Regions from separate parts of the Rattus norvegicus genome. Here region 1 is linked to region 2. A link is a contact called in public Hi-C data. All regions are on one chromosome and are shown on one strand. The core of a region is the stretch at or near the end of the contact, and the rest is flanking DNA. Distances in the headings are between cores, read along the strand shown. Region 1 has its middle 25 kb from the start of Art2b. Region 2 overlaps Pde2a (phosphodiesterase 2A).

Region 1 (3,756 bases), core at 75-2,574, 73 kb after region 2:
AAGGACTCAAGCATGTGTGCTTAGAAGTCTGAACTCAGATTCTGAGCTCAGTGGGTGGCAAACACTACCCACTAAGCTATCTCCCCAGCTCCTGTAGAGGCTGTCCTTTTGAAGTTCAGTTTGGGGTTTCCCTGGTTCTCGGTTGATCCTGCAGACCAAATGCTTGACTCCCCTTAAGTCCATCTGTTAACTCCCAACTGCCCAATGTGAGGTCATTTGAAATTGGAGTGTTAGAGAGGTTAGATGAGGCTGTAAGGGCAGGGCTGTGCTCTGCTGAGAAGAATACTCTCGGAAGGAGAGGCAGCTATTATGCACACTGGGCTATCTTTCACTCAGGATGCTGAGGCAGAAGGATCCCAACTTTGAAGCCGGCCTGGGCTACATAGGAAGACCCCTGTATTGAGAGACAGAGGAGGCCCTGAGTGAGTGTAGTTCTGATGTGGGCAGGGTAAGACCATTTCCCCTTAATGGCCAGGCTAAAGAAGGATGTCAGACCCCTCCTTGGGGGTTTCAGAGTGGATTGACCAGTGTGTACAAAAACTGGCACCCGTGGCTTCCTCTTCCAGTATGTCTATAGTCTGAGATTGCTCATCTATGAAGACCTCCTACCTGGACTGGCTAGTCCTGCCCTCTGTGCTGTGCATAAGAATCCACACTGAGGTTCCAGGTTGGGGTTCCAGGTTGCTGGATGTGGTAGGTGCAGACTCATCGCTGCCCAGACCCGCACTGGACCCCAGCTTTCCTACATGTGTGTCTGTCCTTTCTCTATTCCTTCGCCACCCCTAGTCAAGGTTCCAGGATCCTCAATGCTCATGGCAGACCATAGAAAAAGGAAGTCTCTTTCACAGGCTTGCCTGTAATGGAAGATGCAGCAGGAAACAGGCATCTGCATGCCGAAACAGAGAGGTGCGCGGGGAACCAGAGTGCCTTTGCCCTGGAAGTGTTACAGCCTCCATGGCTGGGACATAAATTCTGGTGTTTGTGGCCCCCAGACCAGGGGGTATTGGTGAATAAAAACCTGAACAGGCAAGCGCGGCATGATAGGAAAAGCAGGCTAAATCTTGGGCGTTTGTGTGCTGAGACTCTGGGTCTTACTTAAACCTGTTCTAGCAGCATAAGGGGCTACACGCTCCACTTCATTATTGCCAAGTGTGGGTGGGACAAGTTCTCCACCAGCCCCCAACCACCAGGTTCCATCTGTACAAGAGGAGGAGGGCTCCCTGGGACTGCCTTGTGGGAACTGAAAGGCCAGGCTCCCTGCACGGTCTCTGCAGTACTGGGGATCTTATTAAGGCTCAGCAGGGATGAGAGTCCCAGCTCCCTACTCAGCTTTCCCCGATGTTCCCACAGCAGGGAGTTCAGTGCCTCGCTGCAGACGAGGGTGGGATCTGCAATCCCACTCAGCGTTTGCCGGCATATGGGTGATGAAGTCACAGATTCTTTTTTCTTGGATGCTTGGCTAAAATACAGCAAGTTTCACTTTGCACTAAGTCTTTTAAGATTCTTCTGGATATATATAAATATATATATACATGTATATATTCATTATTCCTCACTGATGATTGACAGTCCTGCGTCATAAGTACGCCCCAGAGGCCTGGTCTCTAGGCAGCACCATGGGAGGCAGTAGACCTCTAAGAAGTGGAGCTTATGGGAGGGAGGATTTATACCCTTCAAGGGAATAATGGAACCTGGGCCCTTCTCTTTCTTTTTAGTTTTCTGGGCATGAGGTGAGCAGTTTTGTTTTTGCCACAGGCTCCTACCATGGTGTCATCAGCCCAAAGCCACTAGTCAACCAATCAGCCACAGCCTGAAATCTCTGAAACTTTGAACTCCAATAAACCGAGAGAGGAGGGAGAGAGAGAGAGAGAGAGAGAGAGAGAGAGAGAGAGAGAGAGAGAGAGAGAGAGAATACTTTACTCCAACCCATATATACAGCCAAACCCTTTTTGCTTTATAAGTTACCTACCTTGGGTATTTGTTACAGCGATAGAAAGCTTAATCTATGTGAGCTACTAGCATGCTATATGTATATTAATGCTGATGTACCTTTCTGAGATGACACTGCCAGCACATACTCTACAAATATATACGCCCCCGTCTGTGGCCTCTCTTTTGCTCTGTTAATGGTGTCTTTTGATGTACAGAGGTTCTTAACGTTCAAGAAGCTCAGCTTGCCACGTTCTTCTTAGTAAATCTGTTCCATCCATGTTCTCCAAGAAGCTCAGCTACCTCATTTCAGCTCCACACTGAAGACGGTGGCCCTCTCCGAATTAACTTTCGACGACTGTGTAAGTGGGGTCAGGGTTCCTTTTCCAACACAGTTATCTCATCGACCTGATTTTTTAAATAGCCCTGACAGAGTGGAGTGTACTCTGTCATAAATCCCACTCATAAATAACGTGTGGATCTGTTGCTGGGCTCTTTATCCTATTTTTAGGTCTCTTTGTTCTTTGGTGGTGGCGGTGGTGTTCCCAAAACAGCAATAAAAATCTCTATAGAGGAGACACTGATAAGGTCCACCCACCTTCTCTCTCTGGGGTGACCACAAGGCCTCTGGGGAGGTATTTATCTCCCCTTCCATGTATTAGCGGGCATAAATGCTCACACGGTCTGTGTTTAACAAAGAAGGTTTTGGTGATGTGGAGAAAAGTTTGCTTGTAGAGTGGAGGAAGTCAAATATAAAGGTATGCAGCGGAATCATCAGGCTCTGCGTAGGCAGCACCGCGAACAGCGGCTCTGAGTGTGTAGATTGGTTAACTCATTTAATCCTCACAGTAGCCTTAAAGGGTGGAGTAATTTTGCTTCTAGTTTACAGATGGTAAACTTGCCCAAGGGCACAGTAATATACAGTACCTATAGAGATCAAATCCAGGCAATCCAGTTCAGAGTTCATGCTGGTAATTAAAAAACAAACAAACAAAAACATGCTTGAACCCTATTGGTTGTCTCTGTGATTGTTTCTTGTGTGAACTTACTTCCTCTTCTCTTCCTCCCAGCCTTCCAGCCTCTCAGACTCACTCCCCACTTCCTCTCACCCTGCAGCACTCAGCACAGATCCATCAAGACTTCTGGAATGGGTTGTTCATCAGCTGTTCCCTTCCGTGTCCCTTACTGTGGGCTCCATGCAAACAAGGTCTTGTCTGTCTGTTCACCTTCAGATGCCCAGAGTGATTTCTGCCACACAGCTGGTGCATGCAAGGATGCCGTCAGAGCAGACTGTCAGGGAGACACATCAGAAGACAGGATGTGTTCCAGTATGAGACAGAAGAAGATGCTAGAATCTGATACATATCCCTCGAGTTTATACATGAACTTGGCCAGCTCTGTAAGCTTGGACTATAATGTTATATTCTGAGATCTTTTCTTTAGTTTTGGGTTAAACATAATACCTCGCATCTACAAGGCTGTCTGGCATACATTAGATATTCAACAGTGATATGACCTTCTTGAGTATTTTTTCAATAATTAGGTAATTTTTAATATTTATTGATTTATTTATTATTTGTTTGTTTGTTGTAATACTGGGTTATTGAATCCAGGGCCTTATGCATGGTAGGCAAGTATTTTACCACTGAGCTACATTCCAGCCCTCAAGTTTCTTAATTCTGCTGCACTTCTTAGGTGCTGTTCATTTGTCTATAACATAATATACATTTTAGGATTATTATTAGAATTCAAGGTGATGACTACACATTACGTAGAAATTAGGGTCTGGCTGATAGAGCAAATATTCAGTAAAGGCTATCTGCTTAT
Region 2 (4,063 bases), core at 1,346-3,845:
AGAAAGTGAGGAAGGCTAGTAAGAGAGCTAGGATTAGAGTCAGGGTGAGGCCTGAACACTGGGCCATTGATAATGTCTTATACTGGGCCCCCAATGGGACAGGAAGGAGAACTTCTGCAATCTGGGCATTCTGAGGATGTCACAGCCTTCAGCTCCAGCACCATCTTTTCTGTTTTCTCTCCTCAGTCTCTCCTATACAAAAAGGTGAATGAAGCCCAGTACCGCAGCCACCTGGCCAACGAGATGATGATGTACCATATGAAGGTGAGGCTTGCTTGGAGCTTCTGTACATCCTAGGGTCCAGGGCCACCCGCTCCACATGACTTCTCGGACTCCCAGAATCCTCTGCAACCCAGGTCCAGGCTGAGCTTGGCATTGCTGGCTCTTGAGAATGGGAAAACAGACCCACACCATTACCTGGTCTCTGCTCTGCCTAGGGGGCCTCCCCACATCTCCCAAGCTTTTTTCTTAGCCCAATCTGAAGACAGCCAGCAGGCTCTCACCCAGGAGAAAATTTGGTCCCCTGCAAGGGGATTTGATGGGTAGGACACTGGAGAGGGAAGAGGCCATCTTCTCATGCCTGGCTTATCTGCTCTAGGTCTCTGACGATGAATACACCAAACTTCTCCATGATGGCATCCAACCTGTGGCCGCCATTGACTCCAACTTTGCCAACTTCACCTATACTCCTCGGTCTCTGCCTGAGGACGATACTTCTATGGTGAGCTGGCCCCTCTCAGTCTAGCTGGGGCATGGGGGTGGAGGGCGGGAAGCACAGATGTCAGTCAGGTGTGCATAAGAACTTCCGGGTGAGGCAGGGACTCCAAGAAGGCTATGGAGTCTCCTTCAGAGATAGACTAGGCATGCCTTTTGTCATTATGGGGCCACGGGGTGACTTAGGGGACAACAGTGGGCTGGGTGGTGCCCCAAAGCTGCCCTTGGTATGTGGTCTCAAGGCTTGCAACACTGCCCATTCCTCTAAGATTATATGTGAGCTCGCTTCCAAGAAATCTTAGCTTTTAGGCCCCTTAAATTTTCAATGGTTCGCGTGCCCATTCATCCATTTACTTTTCCTTTAGTTTAGAATATTAAGACTCTAAATTTTTGGGTATGAGGCTTCAGGAGAGGTGGAGACAGGAAGCACATCTTGACAGTGACAATCCTCTGACTGACACTCTCTCCCTCTCTCTCTCTCTCTCTCTCTCTCTCTCTCTCTCTCTCTCCCTCCCCTCCCCTTCCCTCCCCCCCCCCCCCGCCTCACAGGCCATCCTGAGCATGCTGCAAGACATGAACTTCATCAATAACTACAAAATTGACTGCCCAACTCTGGCCCGGTAAGTGCTCCAGCGCTGCCCTTGGAGCAGAGCCCCAGTTCACCTTCCTGTTGCCCTCCAGCCTCAAGTCCTTTGCCCCAAGCATTCTTAGGAGGGGGAGGACTGGATTCGTAGGGATGGGGAGGGCTCTGGGAGTAAGGATCCATTCTCAGACACTGGATGGTGAGTAAAGAGAGGCGAGAGAATGTGATAGGCAGTCCAGAGGGGTTCCCGAAGGAGGAGAGGCTGAGGCCCCTCTGCTGTCCTGGCTCTGCCCACAGGTTCTGCCTGATGGTGAAGAAAGGCTACCGGGATCCGCCCTACCACAACTGGATGCACGCCTTCTCTGTCTCTCACTTTTGCTACTTGCTCTACAAGAATCTGGAGCTCTCCAACTACCTCGAGTACGTGGCTGCTTCTCCCACATCTCCAGTAATGAGGCCCTGCTTGTGTGGCCGGTCCTTTACCTGGCTTCCCATTCTGTCCTTTTTACTGTGTGTGTGGGGGGGGGCCCCACCTTCCACAAGTCATCTGCTCAGTCACAGAGAATGATGACCTGATTCTCCCAGGGCTGCCGCATGCCAAAGAAGAAGCTGCTTTCCGGAACCTTCTGACTGGGTGGCCCCTGGGCATCTCATCCAGCTGTCTGTCCTCTGACGGCACCCAGGGAGGAGGCCCTGGATGACATTTCTCTTTTCTGCTCCCCTCCTAGGGACATCGAGATCTTTGCGTTGTTTATTTCCTGCATGTGTCACGACCTGGACCACAGAGGCACAAACAACTCCTTCCAGGTGGCCTCGGTGAGAGCCTGCCCTTCTCACAGTGGGGACCCTTGGCCTTGCCCTTCTCAGCCAGGGAAGGAATGGCAGTGAGACCAGCAGCAGGGGCAGAGAGAAGGGAGCAATCCCTTCAGTGGGAGGCGTTCCCTCTGGTCCAGACAGGAGGGCTATAACCAGCGCTTTTACGGACTTTTCCAGAAATCTGTGCTGGCTGCACTCTACAGCTCAGAGGGCTCTGTCATGGAGGTAAACTGCCATCCTGCCCAGCTCCTGTTCTGACCCTCAAAGCCAGCGACTTGCAAGCTAGAATGCCCTCACACCAAGCTCTCTAGCCAGGCTGTGGGAGTCATGCCTCGTAGGTTCCATTTTCCTGAAACAGGCACAGGTTGGGGTAAGACTAAGCCCGCTGGGTCAGCCTGAGTCAGGTTTGCAAAACCAGTGGGAACAGGGCAGGCCCACCCCTCAAACCTGCTCCTTCAGGCCAGAGCCAATTCTAATCCCCTCAGTTTAGCCTTGTGGGATGGGGGGCTGGGGTTGAAGGGTACTGGTCTGCTCTCTAATGGCCTCTTGGGTCAGGACCAAGAGCCAAGACATCTGAATTCCGTGCCTTGCGCAGGTCTTGATTCAGGGTGGGAACTACATCTTCAAGGTCACCTTGCCCCAGGCTGTCTCCCGCAGCACCCCCTCCAGAGGTTGCCCCTAATGGCATACTCAGAGAGATATGCTTGTGCTCACTGTCTCCCGGGAGGCCTGGTGGCAGCCCTAGTCCTGCCCTTTGTTCCTTGGGACGCTTGCTCCTCCTCCGAATGACAGCCCTTCACTATCAGGAGACAGGGCCTTGCCCTTGCCTCTTCACTGCCTTCCCTTGTCAGCAAACAAATATTTTCTGCATGAATTAGTGTCCAGGACATCTGGGGATTGTTTCAGAATTTTCTTCCAGCCCGTGAAGCCCTCTGAGCAAACCTTATCGGGTTCCTTCATGTGACAGCTAAGGGCTCTGAGTCACGGAGCTGGCTGGGGACTTACCCAGGGCCATAGAGAGCTCAAATAGAGCACTCTCAAAGGGAATAGGGTCTCTAACTCTCCTTCTCCCTGTTCTACTGAGCTTGGGGCCAGTCCCTGCCTGCCTTCCCTGCCTCTCTGGGAGCCTCTGGTGACGGGGACACTTTGACCCAGTGGGACCCATCTCTCCTCTCCCTACAGAGGCACCACTTTGCTCAGGCCATTGCTATCCTCAACACCCATGGCTGTAATATCTTTGACCACTTCTCTCGGAAGGTGATGGGGCTGTGTGGGGGATGTGTTTGGTGGGAACTGGGAACCGGCTGCACAGAGGGAGCTGCGATCCCCCTTGGGGCAGATCGGTCGTGTGCCACAGGGACCGTGACAGTCCTCCCCTGACACTCTCCAGGACTATCAGCGAATGCTGGACCTGATGAGGGACATCATCTTGGCCACGGACCTGGCACACCACCTCCGCATCTTCAAGGACCTGCAGAAGATGGCTGAAGGTGCCACAGCTCACTGCTGGGGAGGGATGGGTGGTTTAGCATGGAGATCTGAACATCTGGACATCTGGAGTGCTTCTGTCCTGTCCTTAGCCCCTTCCTGGCTATGGTGTCCCTCCAGGCAGACCTAGTACTGGCCATCTTCCATTGCATGGTTCCCCATGGGATGCTGTAGACCTACTTCAGGACGGGCTGCGGGGCCCTTGTTCTCAGAAGGGACAAGGAACCTGGGTCCTCCTGCTTGACTCCGTTGTCCCCCAACAGTGGGTTATGACCGAAACAACAAGCAACACCACAGGCTTCTTCTATGCCTCCTTATGACCTCCTGTGACCTCTCTGACCAGACAAAGGGCTGGAAGACCACCAGAAAGATTGCGGTAAGAACCAGCCCTCTAACCTGAGGAAGCCCAGGCTAGTCCCTCTGCCCAGCTCAGTATGCCTCCACAGTGGTCTGCACACCTTT

Evidence for each region. Hi-C and Micro-C count contacts between places; a contact is called where the count stands out from the background.
Region 1: a Hi-C map of Schwann cells shows a contact between it and region 2, with 2.4 times the contacts expected there. The contact joins two enhancer-like sites. A contact is called at or near these places in 3 of 12 Hi-C or Micro-C datasets (the A7r5 cell line, Schwann cells and frontal cortex).

The regions. Positions count from the first base shown.
Region 1 is chr1:165,395,172-165,398,927 of GRCr8, forward strand. No RefSeq gene overlaps it. Among named protein-coding and RNA genes, the nearest start is that of Art2b, 25 kb to the left of the region's middle. Within about 2 kb of position 1,325, at least 15 of the 93 cell types and tissues checked have an H3K27ac peak or open chromatin away from gene starts, as enhancers often do.
Region 2 is chr1:165,321,221-165,325,283 of GRCr8, forward strand. Pde2a (phosphodiesterase 2A) reads left to right here. Exons shown (of 30, transcript NM_031079.2): 19 at 187-264; 20 at 599-721; 21 at 1,264-1,334; 22 at 1,595-1,717; 23 at 2,026-2,113; 24 at 2,291-2,338; 25 at 3,296-3,370; 26 at 3,504-3,603; 27 at 3,865-3,977. Among named protein-coding and RNA genes, the nearest start is that of Mir139, 32 kb to the left of the region's middle. Within about 2 kb of position 2,596, at least 4 of the 93 cell types and tissues checked have an H3K27ac peak or open chromatin away from gene starts, as enhancers often do.